Linked DNA regions of Mus musculus: regions 1 and 2 are each linked to region 3. Evidence: chromatin contacts called from public HiChIP or PLAC-seq and promoter capture Hi-C data. All regions are on one chromosome and are shown on one strand. Each heading gives the region's core, a stretch centred on a gene start, on an enhancer-like site or on the middle of the called end of the contact. The rest is flanking DNA. Distances are from core to core; before and after follow the strand shown. Region 1 holds the start of Ndufaf6 (NADH:ubiquinone oxidoreductase complex assembly factor 6). Region 2 holds the start of Plekhf2 (pleckstrin homology domain containing, family F (with FYVE domain) member 2). Region 3 overlaps Asph (aspartate-beta-hydroxylase).

Region 1 (3,315 bases), core at 438-2,937, 1.4 Mb after region 3:
GTGAGCTCAGCCTCCAGCACCATAAAGAAAACAGCAACCAAACATGGCAGGTTGACAGCCAAAGCTTGTAAACTCAGTACTTGGTCAGAGTCAGGGGAACCTGAAACTCTTGGCAAACACAGAAGCAATTGCATTTCTCAGATTTGCTTCCCTAATCAGATCCAAGGTGATTTAGTTATTTTAGTTACACTCTAAAGCCCTTCAAAGCAGGCATTTGGCTGTGTACTTAAGAGCTGTTCTTCCAGAGGTGTGATTCCCAACATCACATTGGTTCACAACTGTTCCAGAAAATCTGATCGGTGGCACTAGGCATGCACACAGTTCATACACACAAGCAAAGCACGCATACACGTGAAATAAAAATAACACACAATAAAAACAACAAAACAAAACAAAAAAGACCCGACACTTGAGAGGCAGAGACCAGAAGGAGTTCCAGGCCAGCCTGGTCTACAGGGTCAACCACAGCTACATAAAAACCCTGTCTCAAAACAAACAAAAACCATACCGGATAACTGCTGTTAGCAGGGAGGGCAAAATGCAGGGGCGGTGTGGGTGGATGTAATTAAGCCATAGATTATTCATAGGGCTCAATTCCCATCAGGCCCAACCCCCACACATGTCTACAGAGGAAATCCCAGATGTCTTTCCTGACACCAGGTGAACAAAACACAAGTCATGAGGCTGTTCTTGTAAATCTCTGGCAAATCCCTTGTTCCCTTGAAATTATTAAACTTCATCTTAAAAATTGTATTTATTTTTATGTGTATGAGTGTTTGCGTACACATATGTCTATACACTGCTTACCTGGTGCTCAAGAAGGCCAGAAGAGAGCATTAGATCTCGTGTCGGGGCTGGGAATCAAACCTGAGCCTGTTCTCTTAACCGCTAACCCATTTCTCCAGCTCTTAATGCTCTAACTCTTAAACTCCCTTGATGGGAATCACAACTTGAAAGGAGAATTAAATAAGCTGCTTTGGACTTTACTTTTGTAAACAAAATTTTAGCTTTGAGGTTGCTTTGTAGTTAAATCTAAACCTCTGGCCAGTACCTCCTAAGAAGATGCGTCAAAAGTGAGTGTGCCAACTTTTGTGAGATGTGTTTATCCAAAGCACGCTGGGCAAGCACCCTACCAATGGACCTAAAAATGCGCAGGCCCCGTGAATTACTTTTAATAGTGCAGCACACAGAGCCCAAAGCCAGTTAACGGTGTTAAAGTCACTAGCTGTCCATGAATAAAAAGTGCTATGCATGCAAAGGTTGTAGGGTCCATTAACGTTAGGGTTCAGGCAGAGGATGTGCTGAGCCACGTGAACAGGCCTGCGGTCTCCTTCTCCAAGCACGGGCACAGAGCCCAGCAGAACGCAGGACCCGGAGGACGCAGCCCCAGGCTCGGGGTTCAGCGCTCTGCGTTCCACAGGCTCTGGGCTCTCGGGGATGTCCCCCGGGCGCGGCCACTCACCTCAGCAGCTCCAGGCAGTAGAGGTGGGAACCGGGGATGCCTGGCCCGCTGGCCGCCGCCACGCTGCGCCGGACCGCCGAGGGCCCCGGCAGGCGCCGCACACGTTCCCACGCATCCCGAGGCGGCTGGCGATGGAACAGGTTAGCCAAACCGAATGGCCTTGGGCCGCGGACAGAACCCAGCATGGAGGTCGCCATGACACCCGCTTCGGGTGCCCTCCGACCCTGAGGCCACGCCCCCCGGAAAGTGGCCACGCCCCCGGCAGATCTCTGCAACTCCGCAAAGGAAGGACGCCACTCAGACCAGAGCCAGGTGTCGCTATAATCCTGCACATTGGTGACTTGGTTGTCCTCTCCAGCGTCCACTCCCACAGAACCCCAGAACGCCAAAAGGGATGGGTGCCTGCTTTTTAAAGAAGCGACTGACGTTACATCCTGTCACCCCAGAGACCCCCATCCTCTCTTGATCCTCTTCAAGGGCGCTATTGACACTTGTAACCGCACTGCTGGAAGCTTGTTGTACCTGAATGCCCACTATTCACCCACACACATTCCCAGAGACCTCCCAGCATAGCCCTGAACAGGTACACTGATTAGCCACTCTACCTCCAAGAGAAAAACACAAAGATGCTTGAGAGATGCACCAGGTTATGCCTCCATTATCAACCACTAAGGATAAAGGGGAAGGAGAGGAAGGGGGAGAGAGACAGAGACAAAATTTAATTTCTTTCCTTTTGCTTTCTTTTCCTTTTCCTTTTCTTTTTGTTTGTTTTTTGTTTCTTTTGTTTTTCGAGACAGGGTTCCTCTGTGTAGCCCTGGCTGACCTGGAACTCACTTTGTAGACCAGGCTGGCCTCGAACTCAAAATCCGCATGCCTCTGCCTCCTGAGTGCTGGGATTAAAGGCGAGCGCCACCACGCCCGGCTCCTTTTTCTTTTTTAACAGTAACAATATATCATTTGCTGTTAGTTGTCTCTCACAACACTCTAAAAGCCCAAGAGCATGGAGTCATTTGTTTCCTGCTTTAACCCATTGACAGTCCCTCGATGTTGTAAAATCTGACTTGCCTCTGTCATCTGTAACGCCAGCACTAAGAAGGCTGAGACAGGAAGTGTTGAGTGTTCAAAGTCAGCCTACACTACACAGTGAGGTTGAAGCAAGACAAAAAGAGGAAGTTGTGAACCTGAGATAGAAAAGTAGCCTCTCAGCCAGGAATCAGGCCAAAGCCTTTTGCCTGTGGAGAATTTAGAATTCCAGTATAAGGCTAGAGAGATGGGTCAGTCAGTAAAATGGTAAGATAGTACCAGATGAGGTGAAGGAGCTCAGAAGACAAAAAGGAGGCTCAGAGGGGCAGGAGACAAAAGAGGGTAATGGGAGGCAAATGTTGAAATACATTATGTACATGCCATAATGTGCTAATTTAAATACTTAAATACAACAGTTTAAAATACAATAAAATGATACTATACTACAAATGATATGTTGTTACCAACTATTATTAATTGAATAGTCTATAGGTATAGTGGCATGCACATATAATGCCAGCATTTGAGAGTTAGGGGGAAAAAGATAAAGAATTCAAAGGATAGATGGGGAGATGGATCAGTGGTTAAGAACAATTGTTTGTACTCTAATGAAGGAGAGAAAGAGAGGGTGTAGACTTAGCGGGGAAGTGGGGGTGATCTCCAAGGAGGTAGGGGAGAGGAAACCACAACCAGAATATATTGTATGAAAAACCACTTTCAATTTTAAAAAAAGAAAAAAGAGCACTTTCAGAGGAGCCTAGCTATGTCAGCTCCCAGCATACACATCAGGTGGTTCACAACCACCTGTAATTCCAGCTCCAAGGAGGACC
Region 2 (3,445 bases), core at 760-3,259, 1.4 Mb after region 3:
AGAAAAATTTAAAGAAAGTTGGCATACCTAAGAAAGTACTTTTACCTACTAAACACTAAAAAGAGGGGCAGGGATGGCTCTGTGGGGTAAGGCTCTGAGGCCAGGCCTGACAGCCTCAGCTCTATCCTGGGGCAGAAGGTGGATGGAGAAGCAACTTCCAAAGTTATCCCTTTGACCTCCACAGTTGTGCCATGTGCCCACACAAATGTACACACACACACACACACACACACACACACACACGATATAATTAAAAATAGAGGGGTCAGAAAAGTGGCTCAGAAAGTAATGATAGCAGCTGGCCCCCAAGCCTGACAACCTAAATTCCATCCCCATAATCACATGGTGAAGAGAAGAAACTCAGGAAATTTGTCTTCTGACCTCTCTGCGTGAGGTCTGGGGCTGCGTGCCTCCTCCTTCCCCACATAGTAGAATGATTTTAAAAAACTAAAGAGTAAAAAAGGAAAACCACCACGGCTGTTTACGGCTTCTGCATTGTTAAGAGTCTTTTCAGCCCATTTAACATAATTTTAAAGCCGCCTTTATTTTTTTAAGGGTATTTATTTACTAGGCTACTTCATGCTGTACACCAGTTTCATTTGGGGGCAGGGGCGATTATAAAGAGCTTTCCAAATAAGCAACTTAATACCATTCACCTCCCAATGCTCTCATGACCCATAGTGATTAAAAATAGCCTGGGTTAATTCTGATTTAACCTGGGTCCTCCCACCCCTTAAGCTATAAAGGTACAAAGATAGGGGCTCAAAACTCATGCACCTTTAAGGAACGAAAAGGAAAAAGAATAAAAAAAAAACTGAATCGTCAAAATCACCCTAATCTGTTTGTTGTGGTCCTGGGGTTGTTTGTTTCAGACTCAAGCTGTAGCCAAGGCTGGCCTTGAACTCGCGGCAATGCTTCTGCCCTAGCCCGCGGGAGTGCTCAGAAAACCGGCATGAGCCAACACACTGGGTTATTTCACTTAGTCTTAAGACAACACATGCCTTAACGTTTCAACTGAACGTTCAACTCTAAATGGTTCTTTAACGAGTCTCTTAGGCAACATATTAAAACATAACAAAGAAGGCATTTACCAGTTTAATGTACTTGGGAGTCTGAATTACTGCTTAGGTGTATGTAACCTGAATACTAGTCATTTCCACTGCACACTCACACAACTTACTGCTTTAATATTCGAGGACTATACAAGGCTACTCGAGCAACTTGGGGAACCAGCTCTTGGCCTTTAATAACATTAAAAAAAAAAAAAAACTAGGCAAAAGATCATAAAACTTAAAAAAAAAAAACCCTTCAAGTAGCGTGTAAGCTACCGCTCCTATCTGAGCCAATTGTACGGTGCCATTTTCATATAAAGTCATAAAATAAACTGCTGGAGTCAGAGCGTGCCCCTGACGCCCAGACCCTGCAAAGTTTTCAGACCGCACGATCTGGGGACCCGAGTCCTGCTGCCCCACAACTTCGGGGGCGACGCGAGGTCCAGTCCCCAGCCGCCGTCTATGGTCCCGGCCCTGGCCCTCCGGGCGGCGTCCCGCGGACGGGCGCGGCGGGACCCAGGCGGTTCCAGCCCGAGCGCCGGCCCGGAGGGGAGCCGCCCGAGCGCCCCGTTTCCCACAGACCCCAACATGGCGTCGGCCGCCGCCGCCCGCGCCAACCCCTCCCCGCGCCACGGCTGGCCCGGGCCCGCGGGGATAGGCGCCCGCAAAGTTTCGCTTCTCCCTCCCCAGCCCGCCGCCGCCCGGTGCGTCCCGACCCCCATGGCACCTACCCGACCCCGCGCGGGCGGCGGCGCCGAGGGTGCGAGTCCTCCTAGTCGCCGACTCCGGGCGCGGACTCCGCCTGCTCCCCGACCCCAGCCTCGCAGGGTTGCGTGGGGCCCCGCGAGGCCGGCGCGATCCGGACGCGGCGGGCGCAGCCGCTCGCAGGTGACTTCACCGCCCCTCCAGTCGAACCCGACAACGGCCGCTCCGGCTGGCTTCCCTCCTGCGCGCGCACCGGCGCGCCCCCGCCCAAGCGCCAAACACGGGCACGAGCACACCCGCCCTGCCCTTTCTTCCCGGCTCCCTCGCCCCGCCCATCGCCTTGCCCCGCCCCTCCATCCCCACGCGACCGCACGGGGGGCGGGCTCTTCAGCGGAGGCCACACCCACTCGGGGGCCTCCCCCGGCGGGGTTGGGGAACGCGCGCCTCTGCAGAGGTGACGCGCGTCTGAGCCAGCTGAGGCTGGACTGGGTCGCCTGACCTGACTTTCCTGACTCGGGCTAGCCTTCGGAAAGGGCTCTTAAGCAGTCCGCGAAGTTCTCTGGAAGAATGGGCGGAAGCTGCCTCCACGCCTCCCGCCCTAAGGAACAGGAAAGGCTTTGCTTCTCGCCACCCAACCGCGTCTGCCAACCCCGCCCGGCTCGGCCATTCAGCCGAACACCTGCTGTCGCTTTCTCCCAAGCCAGGGGTCTGCGCTTACCGCACCCATGACCCGCAGGCTCCTGTGTAACCTTATGCCGAAGAACTCCGCTCTTTTCAAAACTTCCCCTCGGCCAACTGCTTCGCGTACCTAGAACTCGGTGCTACCATGACGCTGGGTTAGAAGAGCGTTTACTAGGCGCTGCGGAGAGATAGCAGAGGCATCTAGGCTGGCTGGCTGGGAAAAGCACACCGTTTAAACAGGAAAGGGGTAGAAATTGGGTTATTATTAAAGTTTTATTCAGGAATTTTCTTTTTAGCCTCCTGTTGAGCAGTTCTCAACCTGCGGATCACAGGAGTCGCCTAAGACCATCGGAGAACATATTTTGCATTATGATTCATAACAGCAAAATTACAGTTATGAAGTAGTAACAAATAATTATATGGTGGAGACCACCGCAATAGGAGGAGCTATATTAAAGCATTAAGAAGATTGAGAGCTGCCGGGCGGTGTTGGACACGCCTTTAATCCCAGCACTTGGGAGGCAGAGGCAGGCGGAATCCTGAGTTCAAGGCCAGCCTGGTCTACAGAGAAACTCTGTCTCGAAAAACAAGAAGAAGAAGAGGAAGAGGAAGAAGAATGTCTGTGAAACAAATACAGTTGTTTTAAATTAGTATCCAGAACAAAACTGGCAAAGGAGATCAGTTGTCGTAATAGGGATAGTTACAGGATTTCAATCGTATACACACACAATCTTTATGTGTGCTAGACTAAGCACACTCTAAAATCTTTTTAAATTTTAAGATTAGGAACTGCTGTGTTTCTAGTGTCATCAATAAAAATGTTGCTCTTCGAATGCCTTTAATCCCAGCACTCGGGAGGCAGAGGCAGGCAGATTTCTGAGTTTGAGGCCAGCCTGGTCTACAGAGAGTTCCAGGACACCCAGGGCTATACAGAGAAATCCTGTCTCAAAAAAAAAAAAACAAAAAAAACAAAAAAAAAAAAAAACAAAAAAAAGTTGCCCTCCCTA
Region 3 (3,471 bases), core at 317-2,816:
AATGTTTACAGTATTTAAATTATGTGACTTCTCTCCATTTTTAAAATAATTGAAAGAAAACCAAATCATTTTAAAAAACATTAGTGTGGCTGGAGAAATGACTCAGCATGGAGAGTGCTTCCCGCTCTTCCAGAACTAACTTCAGTTCCCAGAACCCATATCAGGCGGCTCATGATGGTTTAAAACTCCAGCTCCAAGGGACCCATCGCCCTATTCTGACCCACACACATGCATACACTCACATAGGTGATTATATGAAGAGAACAGGAAGTACCCCCAGGAACTTCCTCAAATGAGGATGGAGATGCCCCCTACCTAACCACGTGGTCCACCCAGAACTCACCCAGCCGTGCACACACACTCTTATCTCATCAGACATGGGCAGGTAGGTGTTCCTTGAAAACTCTCTCTAGAGAAAGGTTTTGCCATCAACCAACCACGGCAGCTCACATCTGTAACCCTAACACTTGGAAGCCAAGGCAGGAGGATCATTGTAGGTTCCAGGCCAACCTGGGCTATACAATAAGATGCTACTTCAGATCTATACCCACTAAAGGAATCAGTTCATGATCTAGAATTTTTTAAAATTCATAATAAACCTGAACAGAAAATAAAGAGTGCAGAAAATAGCGAAAATGAATTTAACAAAATTTGTTTTGATGGAAGCATCCATATACCACAATAAATAGAGAGCCTACACAGAAATCTTCAAGATTCAGGTCACTACTCTGGGGCAGCCCTTTGCTTTTTCAAGAGTTGGTGGGAAGCTACAACCTGTCATAATACAAGAGAAGAAATAACAATCCTTGGATTTTCACTCTTACAAGCTCACTAGAGAAATCATACCCTAGTTCTTACCTAGAACTTCTTCATAATCGACCAAGTCAAACCACACGACAGCCACAGATGTCCAGACGCCGAGCAATGCAATGACCATGAACCATGTGAAAAAGGACCCTCCTGAAATCCCTCCTCTTCTCCCATTCTTGTGTCCTCCGTGCTTTGCCTCTGTGTGGAGAGAGAAAAATGGCATGTGTCATCACAGCGGAAGAAGATACTTGGCTGAACACCATTTTGACAGTAATTTGATAAATCATTTCAGAAACACGTTTTAACTAAATTCTCAAAGTGCACTCCATAAATTAATGACTCTGAACACGAGAAGCTTCTGCTTACTCAATCACCATGCTTAAATAATCTTAATTTTGAACACAAGCAAACTCCTGATTGGGTTACACTTTGGTTTTGCTTTTAAATAGAATTCCTCCCAAGTCCTTTGTCAAAAGAGTCTGCACGGCCACATGTCCTGCCTCTCGTGCTAATTAGCAGACACTGGTATGTCATCTGCCTTCCTGAAACTTCAGGTTCTTGCCTTCCTGTACCAAGGAAAATACTGGTCCCGTTTTGATATTTCTCACTGTTATCTTGTATTATCAAAAAATGTAAGTTTTCAACTAGCCAAAGCTGTTCAGTTTTCATTTTGCTACAGCATCCAAGTCTTTAGCAGGTGGCATGGACATGGGGACAGGCAATCTGTTTTGCCTTCCCCTTCTGTGGCTCTCCGTCCTACATGGCTCTCTAATCCCTGAATGGCTGTGCTGATCTTCCTGGTGCCTTACGGCTCTGCTGGCTCCTTTACTGGAAGCTGGCTTTTCCTGGTGCTGGTGAGTTGCTATTTTCTTATGGAGCGATATCTCTTGCCTACACGCAATCAGAAACCCACCCTAGAACCCTTGAAGTTCAGTGAGTATAAATTAAATGAAATCAAGAGGTGCCTATGGACCTTTTTCCATATCCTATTTACATTGTACACAGTCCTGAGTCATAACCGCCACAGAAGGAGACAATTCCCTCTAAAATTATGCAATATTGGGAAAGGTGAGAGAGAGGAGGTACAAAAACAGAAATCACAGACAAAAAGAAGCAATCCAGCCCAGTTCCATCTCCCTCCTCCAGGAGACCCAGTAGGGCGTGGGAAGGCAGGAAGCAGGCCTTGCCAACTGGACTCAATGCAGGAAACAGCTCTGTAAACTGCTGTTCACCAAGTGTCGTTTATCACGTTTGCTATGTTTTATGTGCCTTATAATCCTCCAGAAATATTCTTCTAATGGTCAAATAAACAGAAGTCACTGGTCATTACTAATAAAAAAAAGTCAATACTTTTTTATAAATTAGCATCATATTCACTTTTAAAAGAATGTTATATTCCACAATTATAAACAAATATACTTAGAAGGTTATATCATATCCCCAAAGGGCATCTGGGAAAAGGAAACCTTGCTCCATCTTACAGAAGGACAATGCCAGGTATGAGTGGCACTGTGGGCTCTTCCCACAGCACTGGCCCGAGCACTGCTACATACATGTGGCCCTCATGGCAACTTGCCCACATTTCTGCTAAAGGTATTTCTAGAGGCTTAAGCAGGACATTGTTCATTCTGTGCAACTGTTTCTCACGTGCCACAACATCCAACATGCTGAGTTTCCCCAGCCCAAAGGCAGAGGGGTCCCGGGATTATTCACCAGTATCCCTAAGCATCCCTTGCATGGGGCATTTCCTGCCTAGAAACCCCTGAATTCTCAAGGACAGGAATCCTCACCCTCATCGGCACTGCAAAGCTCAGGAAATGACCTCTGCGGTCCTAAGTCCTCAGCGTCTAAAGAGGGCTGACCTGCATGACTCGCATCTCCATCAGCTTTTACTCAGAACCCACCTTCTACCTCCACACATGCTACTAAAAGAACTAGCAGCTTCAGGCAATTAAATAATTCCAATGCATTACTCAGAAAGAGAACTGAAACTGTTTGTTAAAAGGATATTCTTTTCTTAGATTTATTTTATGCGTTATGAGTGTTTTGTGCACCATATGAGTGCTTGGTGCCTATAAAGGTCAGAAGAGGTCATCCGGAACTGGAGCTATGGCAGGTTGTAAGCTACTACGTGGGTGTGCCCAGGTCTTCTGCAAGAGCAACCTATGTTCTCACCAACTGAGCCAGTATTCCAATCCCAAGAATATTCACGTTTTAAATCCATTAGTAGATCACAACCTCAAGAGATCAAAAGACTAACTCAGTCTTAGTGTGTGTACACACTCAAACACATGTGTATACTTAAGTATATTCCTGTAACTACATTTATAAAATTATGGCTAAAGAAGATCTTTTATTGTTGGAGAACATGGTTTCTAATATTTTTAAAAGTCATAAATAATCACATTATAAAATTTAATAAATCATTAAAATAATACAAAATAAGCTATCTCTGGAATGTTTCAAAATGAGGGAAGAAATGACTAAGTCCTCGGAGCAGGAGGGCACCATCAATAGCAGTGTTCAGGGTTTAGTTTACTACACTTTTATAAACAGGAAGACATCTTCCTAAGCCATAAGAAAAGGCCCTTCTTAATCTTATATAACATCCAGAGAAGTCCATGATGGAGAGATGGCCCAGTGACCGAGTGTGCACCGCTC

Evidence for each region. Promoter capture Hi-C pulls out the DNA fragments that hold promoters and counts their contacts. HiChIP or PLAC-seq counts read pairs in DNA pulled down with a chosen protein or histone mark.
Region 1: a contact with region 3 is called in a promoter capture Hi-C map of hippocampal neurons, with 2.5 times the contacts expected there. The contact joins the promoter of Ndufaf6 here to the enhancer-like site in region 3. A contact is called at or near these places in 6 of 39 promoter capture datasets (the 3T3-L1 cell line, cranial neural crest, hippocampal neurons and 2 more) and 1 of 115 datasets of contacts at active chromatin or transcription factors (stem cell-derived neural progenitor cells).
Region 2: a contact with region 3 is called in an H3K27ac HiChIP or PLAC-seq map of embryonic stem cells, with 2.5 times the contacts expected there. The contact joins the promoter of Plekhf2 here to the enhancer-like site in region 3. A contact is called at or near these places in 3 of 39 promoter capture datasets (cranial neural crest, hippocampal neurons and liver) and 2 of 115 datasets of contacts at active chromatin or transcription factors (embryonic stem cells and large pre-B cells).

Annotation. Positions count from the first base shown.
Region 1 is chr4:11,074,518-11,077,832 of GRCm38.p6, forward strand. It overlaps Ndufaf6 (NADH:ubiquinone oxidoreductase complex assembly factor 6), which reads right to left and starts at 1,688. Exons shown (of 9, transcript NM_001085493.2): 1 at 1,463-1,688. The coding sequence starts at 1,659.
Region 2 is chr4:11,005,610-11,009,054 of GRCm38.p6, forward strand. Plekhf2 (pleckstrin homology domain containing, family F (with FYVE domain) member 2) reads right to left here and starts at 2,010. Exons shown (of 2, transcript NM_175175.4): 1 at 1,784-2,010.
Region 3 is chr4:9,638,340-9,641,810 of GRCm38.p6, forward strand. It overlaps Asph (aspartate-beta-hydroxylase), which reads right to left. Exons shown (of 24, transcript NM_023066.3): 2 at 859-1,008. Among named protein-coding and RNA genes, the nearest start is that of Asph, 29 kb to the right of the region's middle. Within about 2 kb of position 1,567, at least 28 of the 459 cell types and tissues checked have an H3K27ac peak or open chromatin away from gene starts, as enhancers often do. A contact at or near this core is called in hippocampal neurons, where this site is marked.